Regions from separate parts of the Mus musculus genome. Here region 1 is linked to region 2. The links are chromatin contacts, called in public promoter capture Hi-C maps. All regions are on one chromosome and are shown on one strand. The core of a region is the stretch at or near the end of the contact, and the rest is flanking DNA. Distances in the headings are between cores, read along the strand shown.

The links. Promoter capture Hi-C pulls out the DNA fragments that hold promoters and counts their contacts.
Region 1: a promoter capture Hi-C map of liver shows a contact between it and region 2, with 2.8 times the contacts expected there. The contact joins two enhancer-like sites. A contact is called at or near these places in 4 of 39 promoter capture datasets (cranial neural crest, embryonic stem cells, liver and 1 more), 1 of 484 Hi-C or Micro-C datasets (embryonic stem cells) and 1 of 9 other capture datasets (liver).

What each region holds. Positions count from the first base shown.
Region 1 is chr10:68,735,896-68,739,228 of GRCm38.p6, reverse strand. All of the region lies in intron 1 of Tmem26 (transmembrane protein 26), which reads right to left. Among named protein-coding and RNA genes, the nearest start is that of Tmem26, 14 kb to the right of the region's middle. Within about 2 kb of position 1,713, at least 5 of the 459 cell types and tissues checked have an H3K27ac peak or open chromatin away from gene starts, as enhancers often do. A contact at or near this core is called in liver, where this site is marked.
Region 2 is chr10:68,502,975-68,506,144 of GRCm38.p6, reverse strand. All of the region lies in intron 5 of Cabcoco1 (ciliary associated calcium binding coiled-coil 1), which reads left to right. Among named protein-coding and RNA genes, the nearest start is that of Gm32872, 24 kb to the left of the region's middle. Within about 2 kb of position 1,449, at least 4 of the 459 cell types and tissues checked have an H3K27ac peak or open chromatin away from gene starts, as enhancers often do. A contact at or near this core is called in liver, where this site is marked.

The DNA.
Region 1 (3,333 bases), core at 464-2,963, 230 kb before region 2:
TCAGCATCAGGTGGATGAGCTCAGTGGACAACAGCTTATCCTGGTGCTTATTGAGAAATTCTACCTCTGCCCCTTAGTTTCACAATCCTGAATCACCAGGTGTACTGGCTAGTTTTGTGTCAACTTGACACAGCTGGAGTTATCACAGAGAAAGGAGCTTCAGTTGAGGAAATGCCTCCATGAGATCCAACTGTAAGGCATTTTCTCAATTAGTGATCAAGGGGGAAAGGCCCCTTGTGGGTGGGACCATCTCTGGGCTGGTAGTCTTGGGTTCTATAAGAGAGCAGGCTGAGCAAGCCAGGTGAGGCAAGCCAGTAAAGAACATCCCTCCATGGCCTCTGAATCAGCTCCTGCTTCCTGGCTTGCTTGAGTTCCAGTCCTGACTTCCTTTGGTGACGAACAGCAGTATGGATGTGTAAGCCAAATAAACCCTTTCCTCCTCAACTTGCTTCTTGGTCATGATGTTTGTGCAGGAATAGAAACCCTGACTAAGACACCAGGAAATAGACTCTTAGAGAGGAATTGTCTAATTGGGTTGCCTGTGGGCATGGGTGAGAGAGATTTTCTTGACTGAGATTGAGTTGGGCAGATTCAGTGTGTAGGTGGGTGGCACCATCCCCTATGCCTGCCCTCTGAACTGTGTAAGCAAGAAGACAGCTACGAATGAAGCATGCAAAATCCCAAGCATTTGTCCTCTCTGTGCTCTGGCTGTGCATATGAAACATCAAGTTCCTGCCTTGACTTCCACATAATAACAGACTGTGACCTGGGATCAGAAACCAAATGAAGCCTTTCTTCTCTAAGTTGCCTTTGCGCCAGGATGTTTTCTATCACAGGAAAGGAAATAAAACCAGTACAGTGGGCAATGGAAGTGAATCTAGATAATTTGAAATAATAAGTTGGGCACAGTGATGCACACCTGTAATCTCAGTACCCTGGAGGTTGAGATGCAGGAGGATTGCAATCGTGAGGCCAATTCGTGATGCATATTAAGACTTTTCTTTTTAAAACCAAACAAAGATGATGATGATAAATAATAATAAGAGACAAGTAAGGTTCTTTTTCAAGCTTATTTCTTCAAATTGTGTTTGGTTTTGGATTAAATTCTTTCTTGATAAGAGTATCTCAAAGTCAAATTATTAAGTTAATTCATTTTTAGTAAAAATGTTTTTAGTACTTATTTGTAGTTGCGAGATTAAACTTTACCCAAATGACATTATTATAAGGTAGAGAGATAAATAAATAAATAAATAAATAAATAAAGTAACAGGGGAAAAAGGAAAAATGGGTGAAGTTTTAAAAGGCTATTTAACCTTCGTTATTGTCTTTAATCTTCTGAGAAAAAGAAAGAAATAGAAAGGGCAAGAAAAACGTCTTTAAAAATCAATATTTAATATAGACACTCTTCTACTTTTGATTTCTTGCCAAAACCAATTTTGAAGCAAAAGGTTATGGGTCAAGATATTATTAAACTCTAACTTGGAAGATGTCTGAGCTGCAGAGAAATGTCAAAAACTCATGTCGGGCATGCTCTTAAAAGAAAGAAACCATCGACTCTTTGACCTTATGTATCACAGGAAACATGAGGAAGATTTGCTGAGAGACACGAGGAAGAACGTCAATTTTGGTCAGAGGGCAAGCTGCATATGTCAATTGCTTGTGTTTGGACATAGCGAATGTTGGCAAAACAAAAGTTTGTTAACCTCAAGTTAATCTCGAGCCTAACATCCCCAGTAATACTGTTAAAATAATAATCTGGGGGAGGTGCTAGGCACAGAACACAGTAGAACTCAAAGGAAGTTGAAAATAAACCAATGACCTTAATATCTCTGATGCGTTAGATCCATTTCTATAATTAGAAAAAGTATCATTATCCCTTTTCAGTGTATTCCCCTTAATTAGGAGATTAGCTCAGCAAACACACACACACACACACACACACACACACACACACACACACTCTTTCTCTCTCTCTCTCTCAACTCAATATTCAAGAATTTCTGTGTTAGGAAATATAGAAAGTCTAACCTCATTCACCCCATAGTCAGGGCTCCGGGACCTGTTTTTTTGTGCCTTACCCCTAGCACATCCTTTCAAGACCAGCAACTTCAGCCCCAACTTACTGTTTACCTAAAAACAAAGCAAAATAAAACCAAAGAAAATGTGGAATAGATTAGTGGTATAGCTCTTCTGGAGCCTTGGCTTCCAGCCCCAGTGCTGCTAAAGCAAAAACAGTTTTGGGGAATATTCCTTTCTTCAACCCTTCCTTCTTAGGACTCTGTGACACACAAGAAGGTGAGAAGAGAGACTCAGGTTGAGGAATAATTCACATTCTACTCTATGCACTGCCTCCCCTAACAAACTATGTCCCTTGTTCAGATCAGCATGCCTAATGTGGCTGAGCTTTGAAAAAAGGATGGCGAACACCTTTACACATGGGCATCTCCTTGCCCCCTAACAACCAAAGCCTTTTGGGGACACTCTTCTGTGCATGTCTGCCTATTTATATCCGACTTGTACGTTCAGGGCACAGCAGGCAGTGTTTGGAATCTGCATTGTCCATGAGACCCAAAGAATGCGGTGCTATTTTGTAATCACGTGGATGTTAGGTTGGCTTTCATAATATCAGCTTTCTGAAGGCAGACCACCTGTCTCCTGATCCCTGCCTTTCCCTGATTTTTAACATCCTCTTCTCCAAGACAGCACATTGTTACCTTGTTTAGTGCTCAGTTACTGTCTGTTCAGCAAATACTAAACTGATTAAATGCTCGTATTTGGGAATAAGGAATTACTGACTGAATAAAAATGATGAATCTACAAACATGCACACGGACCTTTTACTTATGGAAGTCTAGTTAATTCGAAAAATACTTTTTGAGCCCTGATCTTTAGAGAATTATTATTCAACATTTATTCTTTTTCAAAAAAGGTTAATTAATATATGTTTTTGTGCATGTGTGTATATGTGTGTTTGTATATGCACACCACATGTAAGCAGGTATCCACAAAGGCTAGAAAATGGCATCAGACCCCCTGGATCTGGAGTTAAAGTGGTTGTGAGCTGTGTAAAGTAGAAGTTAGGGACCAGAGCTGGATTCCCTGGAAGAGCAGCATGTGATCTTGACTCCCGAGCCCCCCTCCCCACAACTTCTCCAGTCCAATGACTCATTACCTCTAAGGCAGAATGGTCAGTAGCAGCGGTCACACTCGGAAGAGCTCAATTGCAATACTGCCTTCCTTTCCTAAATGTCTGTATATTACTTGCCTTTTGAGACATAAGACCAGTTCAGAGTGTTAGTAGAGCAATGTGACCCGTGTGACCAACATTTCAGA
Region 2 (3,170 bases), core at 200-2,699:
TTAGTCCTCATATGGACTAAATTCAACTTAAAGATTCTCTCCGGAGTATTTTATCAACAATATATAATCCTAACCTCCTCTAAACCAAAATTGCACTGCACCACCAGCAGCAGCAGCCATTTCTCCATAACCAGAAGCCAGCACACATGAAAGTCACCCATCACAGAAAATACAAGCAGACTGCGGGAGCCTAGATCTCCCCAATTAGGCTAGGCTGGGGGACCAGAAGCCTTGGTGTCCTGCATAGCCACCTCCAACACTGGAAGTACCTGTCACCGCATCTAGCTTCTAATGTGCTTGTTCTGAGGCTAAAACTCTGGTCCTCGGGCTTGGGTGGCAAGCCTCCAAGGAGCAGGGTGTAAGTGGGGACCGGCTGGGAAGCGGAAAGGGGTGTTTAGCCCTGTCTGTTCCAGATTAATGCTGGCACTTAACAATGTAAAGGCCTTCGTGCACCACTTGTATAAAAAGACAAGAACCCCAGCTGATTTCACAGAAGGAACATTTTGTAAATCAAGGTTAGGTGTATGCTTACACTTACCCTGATGTCCTGACAGATAGACAGCTGGTCGAGGGACATCACTTGAGTTTGACAAGAGAAAGGCTAAATGGAGCTTGACAGGAAAACAACTGGTGGATTCTCAAGCCCATGAATTTAAGAGTTTTACAACTGTTCTGCCATATTTAACTTGTAACAACAGCCCTAGGTCTAGCTGAAGAGTCACTTACAGACCAGGGAGCCAGCCTATTCTACTGTCGCAGACCAAATCCCCACCCCCACCCCCGCCACAAAGATAGAATTGTTTTCATGAACCATGAGCTGTGTATGGCATCTTAAAATATTTATTCAGTTTAAGTTCAGCAGAGTGACAACAAGCAGACCTTGCATCTCAGGCACACGCAAAAGTTGTTATGCATGTGTGCATGGATGTATGTATATGCACGTATGTGCATGCGTGCAGGAGCGTGCTTAAACAAGCCCATAATGTGTGCCTTTGAGAGATGAAAATTTTCATAAGATTTGGTCTCTTTCAATATTTCTCCCAACTTCTGGACTGAGATGGGAAAGGCGGAGCCAGCAGGGTTACTACTCTGCAGGGGACGCTCTGCCACTCGGATGCCCCTAGTGCCACCGAGCCGCCAGTGTAGCACCACGGAAGCCATTCCCACTGTAGCATATGTGGTCACAGTGCAGGCCATGGCACATCCCATGTAGCCATTGGCAGAAACCCAGCCCTTACAAGCAATGCTGTGCCCGGATGTGACTATTATATACATGTAATAGATGTGTGGAGATATTTAAAGAGAATCATAAATACACCTAAGTGCCTACTTTGCCTGAAGTTATACTTTGGCAGACTTTCAAATCCCAAAGTAATACCAGTTCAGGTCAGCAAATACAGGAATTCGGAGCTCTTCCAGCTCAGCGGTTGTTCTGAGTCCATGCTCTTAAGCAAACACAAAATAAAGAAAACATTTTTCCTCCCTCTGATTTCAAAAGCCACCCAGATTATGGGTGTTAATGACATTGTAGTTGGAGGGTGAAAAAGACCAAGACAGAAACGTAAAATTTCTTTTATTCATTTATCGTATGAAGTCAGATAAACCAAACAGGAAGCCTCAGTAACATCGGCTGCCGCCACTGTCTTGTGGATAAGAGAGCAATGCAAACAGCATTCAAGTCTGGATAGATTTGGAAAGGAAGAGGTAATTGAAGGGTAGCTACCAGTACCCTTCCTTCTTGAGTCTTTCCTTAAAATACACCTATGAAAATCACAATACCGTGTAACTACAACTCCAGGGGAATCCAATCCCTGTGGCTACCTCCAGCACCTACACTCACATACATATACCCACTCGCTGACCAAAAATAAATACACAATTAAAAATAAAATAAATCTTTAAAATTAATGCCCAAACTTACACAGATGATTTTCTTTATCTTGAAAAAGGTTTCTGTCTTAAATTAGCCCATTAGCAAGCTTCTGAAAAAAAAAAATATCACAATGCATGTAATGTGTTTGACCCAGTGGAATAGGAAGTGTGCTGAGAAAAAAAAATCCATCAGAAACTGTTGTGTTGAAATAACTTTATCTGCCCAGCCTGGCATGCGTGACAAAGTGACCAGAGAATCTGTCACTTAAAGAAAGTGGTCGATGTTTCAGCCTACAATTCATCAAACCTCACTCTCGGCTTTTCCCTCCAAGCTCTGAAAAACAATCACTCTCCCTTAAATATCAATCGTCTCTGAGAAATTTGGGCAAATTTGTCTCCAGCCAAACAATTGATAAATGGCAGGTGCATAATTTAAAGATGGTTTCCATAGCAGCTCGCCTGGCTCCTCAGCTCTTGAGCCTGCCACTCAAGTGTTCCTGCCCACCTGGATCACTGTAGCATCCATCTCAGAGACTCCTTGGCAGCCCTGTCTCTGAATGAACAAGCCTGGGATTTTGGCAATCACATGCCCCACCCTCTCCTCTGCCCGGATGTATAAGGCCTCAGTTACTGAGCAACATTTCTTGACCAATCCAAAGCTATTATTCCTTCACTGTGCAGCTTTAGAGACATTGTTATGGAAGAGAGGGAGGGAGGGAGGGAGGGAGGGAGGGAGGGAGGGAGGGAGGGAAAGTCAGAGAATTGTTACCACTGCTAGGTTTCTGCCCTCAGTGCTGACACCCTTGATGGAGATCTGCAACCCTGTGTTCTGCCTCAGAAGCTAACTTCTCAAACCCTAGCTCTCAACCATGGCGCTTAGTATAGACCAGCCATTATCACTTCTCTTGGTATGCTCCATATGGGCCTACCTGCATTCAACCAGTGCTCCAAATTTTACCACATTTAATGGTGAAGAGCAATGAAAGCAGAATTTCATCTTCTGGTTTGAAAAACGTCACATTTGCGAAATATGATTTTGTTTGTCCAGTGAGAAACCTACGTCAGTCTTTAAATTATAAATGTTCATTCCCCGAATCTTTTACCAAGGGCTCAGAAGCTGCCCTTAAAAGAAAATATGTTTCTGCTATTCATGTTTAATCATGAAATTTTTCTTTTATATGGAACACCTTTTGAAATGTCAAGATCCCAGATGTCTTTGCCTACATCAGAATTTTTAACGCATATCTGGGGGTAGGAGGTTACTTAGACAAATAGAAAAACCAAACTTGTAAGGCGAA